Linked DNA regions of Mus musculus: regions 2, 3, 4 and 5 are each linked to region 1. A link is a contact called in public Hi-C, HiChIP or PLAC-seq and promoter capture Hi-C data. All regions are on one chromosome and are shown on one strand. The core of a region is the stretch at or near the end of the contact, and the rest is flanking DNA. Distances in the headings are between cores, read along the strand shown. Region 1 holds the start of Tpm1 (tropomyosin 1, alpha). Region 2 has its middle 57 kb from the start of Car12. Region 3 holds the start of Car12 (carbonic anhydrase 12). Region 4 overlaps Tln2 (talin 2). Region 5 holds the start of Tln2 (talin 2).

Region 1 (2,700 bases), core at 123-2,622:
TCGGAGTATTTGTCCAGTTCATCTTCAGTGCCCTTGAGTTTCTTTTGCAGTGACACCAGCTCATCTTCCAGCTGGGAGTTGGCAGTGGAGTACGGGGAGGGGGGAAGGGGGAGGGGGTGGGGTGCGGCAGGCAGCGTGATCCCGCAAGGTGCGGGTTGAGGGTGCATAGACCATAAAGGACAGGGACAGCGGGAGAGAGAGAGAGAGGGAAAGACAGGGAGGGAGAGAGAAAGAGAAAGAGTTAGCCATTCGTGTGCAGTGCCTCGCCGCGCGCCCGGGGTACCTTGGCGGCGGTCTCGTCGGCAGCCAGGAGGCTGTCCTCCGCCTTGTGCAGCTCCTCTAGCACCCGGTCCCGCTCGTCCTCCGACGCCCGCAGCAGCTTCTCTTTCGCTGCGATGTCCTCCTCGAGCTGGGGTAGCGGCGAGCGGGCGCGGGCGGCCGGCATGGACCGGGTGGGAGACACATAACAAATGGGTGCCAGGTTGGCTGGAGCCCTGGGGCTAAGGGATCGCTGCTTTGGGGCTCAAGGGACCCTAAGATATCTCTCCCAGAGATCTCACTCAGTGACTCATCTCGCACACCACCCCCCAACCCGGGACCACACGCTCCGGCCGGCCGAGGACAGCAAGCTCAGGTTCTCAATTTGAGGGACTGCCGAAACATGTCCTTGTTTGGCTAGCTTTCCGTGTGTCTCCCATTCTGTCCCATCTTTGTTCTTAGGAAATAATTCAGTGACTCCCTCCTCTTCCCTTCAAAGTCTTCATCCCGTGTTGAGGGATCTTTCTCCCCAACCAAAAAGTCCAAAGAACTTCGGACACCTTAGGACTTGAGCCTTGCTCCGCTCCCCCACCCTTCCCTCCAGGCAACCCGGGAACTTGTATCCTTTCTCTCTTCCTCTTTCAAAACTGATTCCCAACCCTAAGAGTCAAGAGCCTCTCTAGGGAAGAAGCTCAGTGGACCTCGCAGACCGTGGGAGTCAGAGAAGGGCCACGAGCGTCCTCGGACGAGACAGAAAAGTTAGAATCAGTCTAACTCTCGCGCTTCTCCTTTTCTTTTTTAAACGTGCGCCCCTGGACACCCTGGCTGGGGATGGGATGAGGAAAGGGAGCCAGTTCGGGTCCCGGGGCTGAGCGACCCACGCTAAGCTGGGGCATTGGAGGTTGGGGATAAATGCAGACCTGCTTGCTCCGGTCTTCCGCCGCCTTCTTATCAGCCTCCGCTTGCTCAGCTCGATCCAAGGCGTTCTCTTTGTCGAGCTTCAGCATCTGCATCTTCTTCTTGATGGCGTCCATGGTGGCGGTGGCGAGGGGCCCTTAGGCAGCGGAGCGAGAGGAGACGCGAGCGCGGTGGGGTAGCAGAGCCGGAGTGCGAGCGCGGAGCTGCCTGCTGCTCCCTGATATGTACTTTCCCAGGGGGGCGACCGCATTCCTTAGGACAGCCAATACTTTTTTGGAAAAGCTTGTTCCTCCTTCCCCCTTTCCCAGTCTCCTGCCTCCGCCCCGTGCCCCCTCCTCGCTCCTCCCGCGGGGGCCCGCACGCCCATTCGCTGCCGCCTGCCGGCCTCCCAGTTGACGGTGGATATGACTATATATGGGGACCCGAGCCTCCGAGGCCGCGGCCGGGCGAGGCCGTCCTATTTCTAAACCTGCACGCCTGGGAAAGAGCGCCGGGACCTCGCTGGAGAGGAGCCCGGCACTGGGCGAGAGTCTCTAGCCACCTCTCAGAGCCATCGTCTGGCGGTCAAGGTCCCCAGAAGAGCCTGCCCGGAACCACCCGGAATAGGGCAGGTGGTGTGTGCGCACCGGCTCACTCTGCCTCCAGGTCCTGGGGTGCTGCTCATTGTAAGGTCCGGGGGCTGCCAGTCACGGCCACTGCCCCTCCCCTCTGGGCCTGGGAGCTCTCGGTACCCAGCTGGGTCCTTGTGGCAGCACTCAGCCCACTCACCAGTTGTCGTCCTGGGCTCTCACGGTCTGGACATTTCAACCAGAGCAGAGAAATAGAGGTGGAGGAAGGTTTGAGGGCCATTCCTGAGACCCTGTCTCTCTGCCCCTGATAGTGGACATAGTGACACACAGGCAGTCTCGAGTCTTTTCACCAAACTGGGGGTGGGTAGTAAAATACTTTAGGGACTTAAGGCCCAAAAGTGCCTGCGCTGTGCTTTGGAAAGGGCAGAGGGAGTGTGTCAGTGTGTAGCGGTCTAGGCGTTTTTCTTCCCTGTGGGAGTCAGTGGTGTGAGTGTGAGTGTGTGTGTGTGTGTGTGTGTGTGTCTGGTCTTTAGTCATCGGCAGCTGTGATTTGTAACAGCTTCAATGCTGTAGCTTCCCTCCATTTATTCATTTGCATGTTTTACTAGAGTCGGTTACTTATTTGGGGGGCGGGGTCATGGAGGTGCATTCGTGCTTTGGTGGACTGTAGAGGTCAGAGAGCAACTCTTTAAGAATCCAACACAGGGGGCTGGTGAGATGGCTCAGTGGGTAAGAGCACCCGACTGCTCTTCCAAAGGTCCGAAGTTCAAATCCCAGCAACCACATGGTGGCTCACAACCACCCGTAATGAGATCTGATGCCCTCTTCTGGAGTGTCTGAAGACAGCTACAGTGTACTTGCATATAATAAATAAATAAATCTAAAAAAAAAAAAAAAAAAAAAAAAAAAAAAAAAAAAAAAAAAAAAAAAAAGAATCCAACACAGGTCTTTGTGC
Region 2 (2,700 bases), core at 167-2,666, 390 kb before region 1:
TAGCTTGTGAATTTTAAGGTCAAGGATATTTTCTCATACAACCACAATTTGGTGATTAAATCTGGTGAAGTTGACAGTAATGTAATAATACAGTTAAAATCCAACCACCTCATACTCCAATAGCATTTTTAATACTCTGTTTTGTTGTTTTGTTCTGTAATCGCAGGTCTAATTTAAGGAGAAACACTTCCTTTACTTTCCATGTCTGTCTTTGTGTAGTTTTCAGGCTTTAACTCAGAGTCTATGTGTGCTCAGCTTGTGCCCTGTAAGCTGTGCCCAGGGCCTGCTTTTCACAGTGCCTTAGTTAATTTGAAACATTCCTTAGACCTTCCCTTGTCTTTACCAACGCTGACCATATAGAAGCTTGTGTGCGAAGCCACTGTTTTACTGCATGTTGCTTAATTTGGACCTGACTCCTCTCACATCTAGGTTAAGAATTCTCAGTAGAACTCCTGCAGGAATAAAGTATCCTTTACATCATGAACAGGTGACATAAGTTGTGCCATTCCTGAGGATTGCAACTTTGATGAAAAGGCTGTGTCTTCCAGGCTGTGCTATGTTAGCAGGCATGAGCCATTATGCCTGGCTTATGTGGTCCCAGGTATTGAACCCAGGGCCTTATGCATGCTAGGAAAACTCTACCAACTGAGCCATATCTAAGCCCACAGATGGTATTTGCTGAGTTAAGGCTTGTGGAATGAACCAGGGCTGTAGGGGCTAGGGAAGAGGTGAGGCTTAAGCACTAGGGTGAGAGGACCTGGCAGCAGCCATTTCAACACTGAAAACCCAGTAGATTTACTAGAGGATTCTAAGAATGTCCTCACTGCCAGGACGCCTTCCCCTCACTCCAACTGTATTAGAATGGGGGAGCGAGGAGATGAGTTGTTGATAGCAGGTCTCATATTTTAAACTCCCAGGTGCGTGCAACCAGCTAACAAAACTAACTTCTGCTATCTCTTCCTTCTCTTCCTTTGGGGTCAGGACTTCTCAAAAGGTACCTAATGGTGACATTCATTCCTACATCTGGAAACAAGGAGCCAGGAAGATACTTTGAGACAGATGTTCAGACCCCCCCTGTCCGCCCCCCCCCCCATGCTTCCCGTTTCTTGATTGTGTTTAGGTCCAAACTGTTAAGTGACATCATGTGAAGGCTAAGATGGTCAAATTATAGCATCATGTCAGTCTTCCCTCCCTCCCCATCCCCCTCCCCAAGCACAAAGGAGCATAGTTTTAAAAACCCTCCTTAATGATAGTGATGTACTGAAATGTTGTTGAAGCTGCCTGTTCAAAACATCAACAATATACTTAAATGTATAATAAGCACATTATGCATTTAACCTGGGGTTAGACAGAGACTTGTCATCCTGGGACATGCTGCACTGTCAGCGAGAGGCTTCCAGGAGCCCACGTGGACACTCTCTGGCAGCCAGGTCCACACTGGGCTCTTTGGCACGGCCACATTTGAATAATCTGGGCATGGCAATGACCATGAATTATGTCTAGGTTATGTACTTGCTCCATCATCTTTGGAGGCTGTAATTTAGTGTCTCTTTCCCCAGAGAAGGAGAACAATGTCCCTGTTCTGTCCCTAGTGTCAGGAGAAGCAGGAGGCAGACCCGTGAGGACACCCTCCATCCTTTTGCTTTCCTGCAGGTAAATGCCTGGCTGCTTTTGCTCATAGGATGAGGCAGATCGTGCCCAAGGTGGGTGATTCTCAAGTAACCAGATGGCACTTTCTGCCACTCCGTACTGACCACCTACTGTGTGCCAGGTGCTTTATGTCCAGTGTTGTATAAATCTGTTCTTCACTCTGCACTCTTGTTATTGGTTTTGTTTGTTTGCTTGCTTGCTTTTTGGAGACAGCGTCTTTTGGTGCAGACTCAGCTCATCATGAGCCAATAACCTTCCTGCCCCAGCTTCCTAAATGCTGGGGTGAGAGGCATGTCGCACCACCCTCAGCTGCAAGGTGTTCACCCTTCATTCCTACTGGTGAGAATGATTCAGAATAATTGCCCAACGTTCTAAAGCAAGCCAGTGGGCCTCTGGCTGACTGACTCCACTCTCAGTACTCAGGGTTTGACCAGGAACTAACTTCGCCTAGTTTGTTTGTTTGTTTGTTTGTTTGATTTGAAATAGGCTTGCAATATAGGCCAGACTGGTCTGGAATTTGTGACCCACCTACCTTAGGCTTTCTGAGTAGCTGGAATCATAGCCATGTACCATCAACTCAGCCAGAGCCGTCCTATTTTACTATCCCAGCATTAAAAAGCTTGAAGAGACCACAAGACTCCCTCTCTTTTTAAAAAAGACTAAATGTATTTGTTGTGTGTGTGTGTTTGTCACTGTGCTCGTGTGTAGTTCAGAGGAACCACGATTGGGTGTCAGTTCTTTCCTTCTACCACGTGGGCCCTGGAACTCACATGGTACTTGGTGGCGTGTGCTTGTTTGTACTAACTGAACTGCAGAGGCAGGTGGATCTCTGATTGCAAGTCTAGGGCAGTCTACAGAGTGAGTTTCAGGACAGTCAGGGCTACACAGTCAGAGAAACCCTGTCTGGAAAAAAAAAGAAAAAAGAAAAGAAAAAAGGGAAGGGGTGGCTACCATAAACTTATCCTGACACGAAAGTATACCTGACCCTTCACCTAGAGATAAAGTGAAGTGGGTAGGATCTGTGGCACCCACAGGTAGGCATGAAGGAAT
Region 3 (2,700 bases), core at 163-2,662, 340 kb before region 1:
TCTGGGCCTTCTGCTCCCCAGTCCACCTCAGCCTTTAACAAGACTGCCTAAGCCACTCCAGAGCTCATTCAAGGCTATTCATCTCTGAGAAAAGGTCACCCTTAAGCTTATTGTGGTCTGGAAATGATTGTGACAAAATTGTCATTGTAACAACTTCCTTGAAGAGATTTCAAGCCCTTTATTACCCATACAATAGTTGAGCTGTTAGGGACAGAACAATAACACCCCTTGAAATGCAGGCGACACCTGCTTCCTGGTGGTTCTCGGCTGCTCAGTCTCTCCAAGTTGTAGGTGAACAAATGGCCTCTTTGGTCACCAAGGCCAACCTGAGTTGTAGGTTGAGTGCCAGAACAGATGGGGGATGGGGGAGGGCTGGGCTGGTTGACTTGGCCCAGAGAAGAGGGCATGGCGGGCCAGGTTACAAACATGGGGTTATGTACTATTCCGTATGTGTAGGCAGCAGGAGACCAGGGTTAGTAGGAGCAGGAAACTGAGCCCCACACCTGAGGTGGTAGAGAGATATGGAGGAGCCAGGGAAGCAGAGACCATCTCGGGCGGGAATAACAAACAGACGATATAGGAGGTAAGGGTGGGGAACAGCAGAGCAGGAGGCCAGGAAGATTCAGCTCCGCATGGGCGGGCTAGACACAAACGTGATCAGAACAACGGGCTCCTGTCTAGAGTGTAAGTGTGCATATTGCAAAGCAAGCGGAGATTGGAGAATAGTGGGCAGGAGTAGCAACAGGTGATAAACCAGCATTGGAAACAGCCTGGCCACTGGTCCACATAACCCCTAGCCTGGTCTCTGATGCTTGTAGACACTCGGTAATAAAGCAAGTCCTTTTCTTTCACCACTACTTCAGAGAGGGCACCTTCTCCACCTGCTGCCTACCGAAGATGGGCTGATCCTGTGAATTTGCACAAGGAGTAAGCCTTGTCTACATGCCTCCTCCTCCTAAGGGAAATGCTAATCGCCAAGAAAAGCGACTCATTTCTGTGAATCCCTTTATCTTAGTTTCCGATTCGCAGTCTCTTTGTGGTTTCGTTGAGAAGAGCTTAATCTGGATGTGATGTGTAATTCACAGCTACTTGGCTAAGACCAGGCAGAAACATTCAGACCCTGAATGAGGCTTTGGCCCAAACAGCATTCTATGCTGGGGCTTTCAAGTAAGGGCAGTGACAGACCACAGTCACATCTAGGGAAGTGAGTGCTGCACGGGTCCCTGACTTTCCATACCTCCCTGTGAGAACTGGCTCCCCCAAGTAACCTGTGGCCCAGAGGACCGCCGCAGTGGGCCACTGAGGACCACTTAAGTCAGGACCTCAACTCACCTCGGACCTGGGGCTCCTGCCCTCCGGTAGGCTGGGCTTTCTGCCCCGCCCTCCTGCCTGATGACATCATGTTTAGGGTTGAGTCGCGGCATTAAAAAGCAGCCTACAGGCAGCCACGAGTCTACACAACCAACGTGCACGTCTTGGTCCCAGGCTAAGTGCACACTGTGCTGGTGCGCCGCTGCCAGCTCCGAGCGCCCCACAGCTCCGAGTGAGTGGCAGCTTTGAGTCGCCAGGACAAAGATGCCTCACCGCAGCCTGCGCGCGACTGTCGTCCTCCTGTTGGTGATCCTTAAGAAGCAGCCTTCCAGCTCAGCCCCACTCAACGGTAAAGTTTCTGCTTACTTAAAAAAAAAAAAAAAAAAAAAAAAAAAAAAAAAAAGAGTCCTGTGCACTGAGCCATGCCTGGGCAGAGAGAGGATTTCTGCCAGGCTCTTGCAAGATAAAGTAAAATCACTACTGAGCGAGTAAGGAAGTTGCTGTGTGCCTAGCACATTTTCAAGAAAGGATGCTAGCTTTGGGATCGTTTGGGATGCACTGTTAGCTGAGGTTAGTTGGAGGCACTTTTTTTTAACGGTGCTTGGTGCACAGTTGTAGTTACTCATTTGCCTCTTTTCTGAGCACACTACCTCTGGAGATGGGGCTTGGAAACTTGCTAGCCAGGATCCCGGAACCACGTGCAGAGCGCTGAGAAAGGACTGTCTTCCTGTGTGCTGTGATCCGCAAGAAGGGGTGTCTGGCTGATCGTCAGAACCCTCAGAGAGGCAGTTAACCAGTAGGTTTCACACTCCGTGTCCAGGGGATAATGTAGCCCACCGTTAGTCATTGTCTTTCCCCTCGAGATCTCTGCTACACTGAACCTACATGTGTGCGCACATGCCTTATTTCTAACTGTAATAAGGGGCTGAAACCCGAAGGGCAAGTATGCTGAACAGGGTGTCAGGTTGAGGTGGGAAGAGGAGCCTGAATTGTGGGCTCATGTCCAAAGCCTGGATAATTAACTCCTTTGGAATAAGAAAAGGAAAAGCAAGCTTTAGCCTGCCTCTCCCTCAGGCTACTACTAACCTTAGGGAGAAGGTGGGGACTGGGTCCTGCTTGTTTGTGTCAATGGGTCCCCACACTGTGGTGATACTTGTTCTTGGGTTGCAATAGAAGGGACCAAGAGTGACCCCAGTGGCTGAACAATGATTCCCCTGGCCAGGCAGCGGGGAGAGAGCCCAGCTCCTGCCCAGCAGTATCAGAGCTCTGCTCTCCTTCCCCCCTTGGAGGACCACACTCTGCCGGTGGGCAACAAGCCACTACCCCTTTACTGAACCTTCATCGACTGGCTGGCAGGATCTGCCTACTATCACCTTTCCCACGCAGTCA
Region 4 (2,700 bases), core at 147-2,646, 410 kb after region 1:
CGGCTGCAACACACCACTCAGAAAAAGTCACAAGTCACCAAAGCCAGGGAGCCTCCTCAATGCCAAGCGAGTCTCCACAGGGCCCGAGTTGGAGACTGGGCTGGGAGAATGGCTTGAAGGTTCCAGTACTCGGTACAGAGTGTGAAGATCAGCGCTTAGAGTTCCTGACACCCTCCGGAAGGACAGACAGGTGGGCATGGTGGCCTTTCCATAACTGCTGCCTCGGAGGTGTGAGAGGGGAGTGTGAGGGCAAGCTGGATAGCAAGCTCTGGATCTGAGTGAGAAAGAGAGAGAGAGAGAGAGAGAGAGAGAGAGAGAGAGAGAGAGAGAGAGAGAGAGAGAGCAGGCCTCAGTGAGTACAGAGGGAAAGAGGTGAGGATAGATGGCTATCAACCTCGGGCCTTGGGCTGCTTCAGTTGTGTCAATCCAGCGCAAACTGGGTCATCTAGAAAGAGGGACCTCAACTGAGAAAATGTCTCTACCAGACTGGTCCATAAGCATTTTCTTGATTAATGGAGTTGCACTACCCCAAGGCAGGTGGTCCAAGATGATATACAAAGACAAAACAAGCTATCCCCGCAATGAACAAGCCCTACGGCAAGCAGCCCTCCTCCACCTTCTCTGAGTTCTTCCTCCCAGGTTTCTGATGGAGCTTCTGTCCTGCCTTCTCTCAGTGTCAGACTGTGATCATGATGTGGATGCCAAACAAACCCCTCCCCCAAGCTGCTTTGTTCATGGTGTTTTATCACAGAGATGGAAACAAACCGAGGTAAGAAGGGACTTCACATAGCTATGTATATGTGTATGTACACACATACATGCAAAAACATACATGCACACACAAGCAATAACATGTCATATATCCTAAATATCTATCTCTCTGTCTCTCTCTGTCTCTTTCTCTGTCTCTCTCTATGTCTCTCTCTGTGTCTGTCTCTGTGTCTGTCTCTCTGTGTCTCTGTGTGTGTCTCTCTCTGTGTCTGTCTGTCTCTCTCTCTCTTTGTCTGTCTCTGTCTCTCTCTCCCCCTGTCCCGCCTCAGTCTCTGTCTCTCTCAGTGTCTGTCTGTCTGTCTGTCTGTCTGTCTGTCTCTCTCTCTCACACACACACACACACACACACACACAAAAGAAAAAAAACAAGATTTGTGAAATTCAACATTACACTGAGGGAAGGCATAGTGGCTAAGAGGAAGAAATTTGATCTTGGACAGTAATTTACTAGTCATTTGCCCTCAATGTGCTTTAAACTCTTCGGGCCTAAATTTCCTGCTTTGTAATAAAGCCACTGGGGAAGGGGCCAGGCTCAGGGTGAACACACAGCTAACACAACCAGCGAAGTCCAGCCGTCACTATAGAGCTTATCTGAGCCACAGGCTCTTGAAGCAGAGATAGAATCAGCTTGTGGCAGAGACTCATTGCTCACTGTCTGATCTTAACAGGTCCCCAGAGAACGCTGACACAGAACAGGCCTCCTGCGGGCACAGCTATCTGTTTAAAATGCTTGGTGGGGTTTTTGTGGTGCTAGAGATGGAATCCAGGGCCCTGACTATGCCAGGCAAGCCCTTTCTATCACCAAACCACATGTCTCGTCCTAAAATCCTTCTTGTTAAACCTGAATTACTCAAGGAATTAGAAGACCACGGGCTTCCAAAGAGCACTCTATCTTCTGATCGAGTCACTTGGCAGCTCCTTGGGTACTGCTGTCTAGAGATAGCATAAAGCACTGGTTGATGCAATCAGAAGTCAACAAAAGTTACTACCAAAACCTTCTCATTCACCAGAGGAAGGGCGCTGTCAGCCCGGGCTGTTTCGCCTTATAAAGCTCCCCATTTGATGCTGAAAATTTGACAATTCCTGAAATTACCAGACCTAACATGACTGGATTTTCTAGATTCTCCTCTATTCCATCCTCACCCCTGATTCAGAGACAGCCCGACTGCAGGCCCAGGAGATGAGCAAGCTCCTCACACACCATGTGGCACAGGACCTCCCTGCTTCTTCTGAGCCTAGAAGGGATCTTCATTCTGCCACATGGTCCTGGATTCTCCTCAGAGACTCCATACCCCTGTAGTGTGTCTGCCTATCTAAGGCATTAGTGATGCAAGTATTTTGTGGCCCCAAACTAGAGTATTCAGACATTAAGACTAAGCCACGAGTGAAAAGCAAAGCGCATTCCTGTCTTTCAAAGTCAGAAAATCTAAGAAGAAACAAGACAGAGTTCTCTGACAGCCACACACAGCAATGGCCAGAATCAAAGGGAGAGAAGAAGAAACATTTTGCAACTGAAACTCTCCCAACATTTCCCAATGTCTATCCCTTGCCATGTCTGTTCTGTTCTTCTGCAGAAATCTAAAGAATGCTTTCATTCAAAGAGCGTCTCCGTGAGTACAGCCCCACTCTGCTAGGTTGGAAGATATCTGACTCCTCAGAGAGAGGCCATTTCTCTGCTCCTGGCTTCCTGAACTAACCTGCCAGCTAGAAGCTGGGTGCTGGTCTGAGTCAAAAGAATCTCAATGAAGAGCTGCCAGCAGCAGCAACACTCAAGACATTCCAAGGAGACTAGAAAGAAGGCTACTTTGTCCTCTGCAAGACAAAGGGCAAAGTGAGACCCAAAAGAAAGACTTTAGGACATCTTGTATATTCTTCTACAGATAGTATTCCCCAAGCCCACCCCCTTACCCTCAAAACCATGCAGGGCTG
Region 5 (2,700 bases), core at 25-2,524, 510 kb after region 1:
ACAAGAGGATCTCTGGGCGTTCAAGGCCAATCCTGGTCTACAGAGTGAGAGTAAGTTCTAGAACAGCCACAGATATACAGAGAAACCCTATCTAGAAAAAACACAAAAATAAAAACAAAAAAAACCCAAAAAAAACAGAAAACATATTACATGAAGAACAATGGAGTACAGGGTGATGTTTCAGTACATGGGTATGACCCAAGGGGTTGGCCTTTTAACAAGGTACTTTAGTGACCCAGTCGGAGAGTACCTAGAATCCACCAGGCTACTTGGATAGGGCTGTGATGGTTGACTTGGGTTTTTATGTCATCTCTTCCTTCTTGTTGGACATGACAGCAGATTGATTCTGAAAGACTGGTGTGTACTCAATAAGTGTCAAATGAATGAGCAGTCTACCAACTGACTGTTGAAGACCTCCACCTTGAGGCAAGTACAAAGAAAGATTTGATAAGGATGGAGAGAGATGGAGACAGACAGACAGGCAAGTGTGAACATTTAGGTGGGGGGAAATGTGGCAGTGGGAAGGAACAGGCTGAACGAGGAGGTGCACACATGCACCAGGGAGAAGGTTGCTAGGGAGGCCATGGTTCCTGCATTCCCATCATGTGTATTGTCTACCTATAGGCCAGAAGCAACAGCCAGTATAACTGCAGTACCGTAAAAGGGAAGAAAGGAGACAGGATGGTAAAAATGGTGTATCTGCCTCTGGTGCTGGCTGGTAGTAGAAACAGAATGGGCACACATAGAGTTTCAACTGCTATCTCCAAGGCTTTTGGTGCTGGGCATGAAAGAACCTGGCTCTCAGAGGCTCATCCAAACTTTGAACATTGCAAATACAATGTTATCTACAAAGTTCAGGCTAGAGTACCACATGATTGAGTTATCAACAATTATATAGATATAGATATTCATATCCATATACATAGAGATAGCATGAGAGATAGGTAGAAAGGCAGGTGGGTAGATAAGTAGGTGGAAATGGATATCACCAAAAAAATCATAATGTTTTAAGTAATTTCATGATTTGTACTGGGCCAATTTCATAGTTTTATCATCGGGCACACATAGCCAATGGCTGAAGGTTAACTGTGGCTGGAGGGAATTGGTGCACCAACCAGGTCTGGCTGGACTCTTTAACCCACAATCTCTTCAGTCTCATCAAGCAGCAACATAGACATTACTTACAGTCTTCAACAAGCCGATCCAGGAACTTAGGGACATCCAAGCACCAGAGGAGCCTCTATTCCAGTCCAGATGTTACCCTACAGCAGCACACTGGCAAAAGAAACACAACTGTCAGTTCAGAGACCTCATTAAGCAATGTATTAGTTAGCCAGGCATGGCAGCACACACCTTTAATGCCAGCGCTTGAGAGGCAGAGGCAGGCAGATCTAAGTGTGAGGCCAGCCTGGTCTACAGAGCCAGTTCTAAGACCACCAGGGCTACATAGAGAAACTCTGTCGAGAACAAAGTTTCACTTACTCACTGCTGTGATAAAACTCTTGACCAAGACTACTGCCTTTACCTGGCTCATTTTTCAAGAGTACAGTCCATTAGGGTGCGGGCAGCAGGGCAGCAGGGCAGCAGAAGCATGGAGCAGGAAGCGGAGAGCAATGAACGCTGGTGCTCAGCTCTCTTTCCTCTTCAGTGCAGGACTCCAGCCCATACAATGGTGTCCCCCACATTTACTGGACTCTCCACCTTAGTTAACCCAATCTAGAAACTCTCTCACAACCATGCCCAGAGGCTTGTTTCCATGGTGATGCTAACTCCCATCAAATTGGTAATGAAGAAGAACTATCACAGCAGGGAGCAATATCCTCACAACAGTAAACACTCCTGATTGGGTTTCAGATTATGAAGAGGAAAGAGTGAAGTTCCCAGTCCCAGGACTCAGGGCAGCCTCACAGCCTGTAACTACCCCAGCTCCTTCAGACAGAGAAAGAGTCTCCATCTCCCTGCTGTAGACTGAGGGGTACAGGAGCTCTTGGAAGCCAGCAACTGAAGGTGCTCTCTTCAGAGATGAGGCTAAGGCTCAGAATGCTGACAGACCTTGCTCCAAATCAGCTGCATGTTGGAACCAGAACCAACAGCAGGCAGTTGCCTTCCTAATAAAACTCCGTGTCTAAACACATATTTCTCTCATTCTGTCTAGCTCTAGATGGGAGAGGAGACTAATTCGTCTGCGGTTCCAAAATCTTAACCATTTCTCCAATTCATATCCCCCATCCTTATCCAAAAAGGCCTGTATCAACCCAACTGAGGCTCCTGGCTTTCCTCAAAAACAAAACAAGAAACAACAAACAAACAAACAAACAGACCAAACAAACAAATGAAACCAGAGTTTTAGAAGAAACGGAACTTTTGTATACCATGGAGGAAGACTATCCAAAGCCTTTAGCAAGAAGAAAGGCTAAAGAAAGCTAAAGAAATAAAGACCAGATCTGAATCTTTGAGATGTAAAGAACACAGAACAGAAGAGAGCATTCCATCTCTGCTCTTGAGGTTGGCAGACCTGGGGGAACCTAAATCTGAGATGGTCCCCACAGACTAACATTTCACTCGTGGTCCCCGGCCACTTGTGCTACGGTGGGAAGCTGAGGAACCCGAAGGAATTTTAGAGTAGCTAAATTAAGCCAGTGGCCTAAATTTTGAAGGGTAGAGCTGGCCCTGAACTCTGACCCACTAGGAAATAAGTAG

What was found. Hi-C and Micro-C count contacts between places; a contact is called where the count stands out from the background. HiChIP or PLAC-seq counts read pairs in DNA pulled down with a chosen protein or histone mark. Capture Hi-C pulls out chosen DNA fragments and counts their contacts.
Region 2: a contact with region 1 is called in a Hi-C map of cerebellum, with 3 times the contacts expected there. The contact joins the enhancer-like site here to the promoter of Tpm1 in region 1. A contact is called at or near these places in 2 of 39 promoter capture datasets (erythroid cells and liver), 2 of 15 datasets of contacts at CTCF or cohesin (the NIH/3T3 cell line and embryonic stem cells), 14 of 484 Hi-C or Micro-C datasets (the Ba/F3 cell line, the G1E-ER4 cell line, the N1E-115 cell line and 7 more), 5 of 115 datasets of contacts at active chromatin or transcription factors (astrocytes, bone marrow-derived dendritic cells, bone marrow-derived macrophages and 2 more) and 2 of 9 other capture datasets (embryonic stem cells and liver).
Region 3: a contact with region 1 is called in a promoter capture Hi-C map of liver. The contact joins the promoter of Car12 here to the promoter of Tpm1 in region 1. A contact is called at or near these places in 2 of 39 promoter capture datasets (embryonic stem cells and hippocampal neurons), 2 of 484 Hi-C or Micro-C datasets (forebrain and muscle stem cells), 2 of 115 datasets of contacts at active chromatin or transcription factors (the SCID.adh cell line and bone marrow-derived macrophages) and 1 of 9 other capture datasets (liver).
Region 4: a contact with region 1 is called in a Hi-C map of the N1E-115 cell line, with 10 times the contacts expected there. The contact joins the enhancer-like site here to the promoter of Tpm1 in region 1. A contact is called at or near these places in 2 of 39 promoter capture datasets (the 3T3-L1 cell line and cranial neural crest), 1 of 484 Hi-C or Micro-C datasets (the N1E-115 cell line) and 1 of 115 datasets of contacts at active chromatin or transcription factors (embryonic limb bud).
Region 5: a contact with region 1 is called in an H3K4me3 HiChIP or PLAC-seq map of craniofacial prominence, with 4 times the contacts expected there. The contact joins the promoter of Tln2 here to the promoter of Tpm1 in region 1. A contact is called at or near these places in 2 of 39 promoter capture datasets (the 3T3-L1 cell line and hippocampal neurons), 2 of 484 Hi-C or Micro-C datasets (the N1E-115 cell line and uterus) and 4 of 115 datasets of contacts at active chromatin or transcription factors (craniofacial prominence, embryonic forebrain, embryonic hindbrain and 1 more).

Annotation. Positions count from the first base shown.
Region 1 is chr9:67,047,841-67,050,540 of GRCm38.p6, forward strand. Tpm1 (tropomyosin 1, alpha) reads right to left here and starts at 1,373. Exons shown (of 10, transcript NM_001164248.1): 1 at 1,179-1,373; 2 at 1-71. The coding sequence starts at 1,292.
Region 2 is chr9:66,655,830-66,658,529 of GRCm38.p6, forward strand. No RefSeq gene overlaps it. Among named protein-coding and RNA genes, the nearest start is that of Car12, 57 kb to the right of the region's middle. Within about 2 kb of position 1,417, at least 3 of the 459 cell types and tissues checked have an H3K27ac peak or open chromatin away from gene starts, as enhancers often do. A contact at or near this core is called in cerebellum, where this site is marked.
Region 3 is chr9:66,712,274-66,714,973 of GRCm38.p6, forward strand. Car12 (carbonic anhydrase 12) reads left to right here and starts at 1,413. Exons shown (of 11, transcript NM_178396.5): 1 at 1,413-1,660. The coding sequence starts at 1,576.
Region 4 is chr9:67,462,190-67,464,889 of GRCm38.p6, forward strand. All of the region lies in intron 1 of Tln2 (talin 2), which reads right to left. Among named protein-coding and RNA genes, the nearest start is that of Tln2, 96 kb to the right of the region's middle. Within about 2 kb of position 1,397, at least 40 of the 459 cell types and tissues checked have an H3K27ac peak or open chromatin away from gene starts, as enhancers often do. A contact at or near this core is called in the N1E-115 cell line, where this site is marked.
Region 5 is chr9:67,558,429-67,561,128 of GRCm38.p6, forward strand. It overlaps Tln2 (talin 2), which reads right to left and starts at 1,275. Exons shown (of 58, transcript NM_001081242.2): 1 at 1,186-1,275.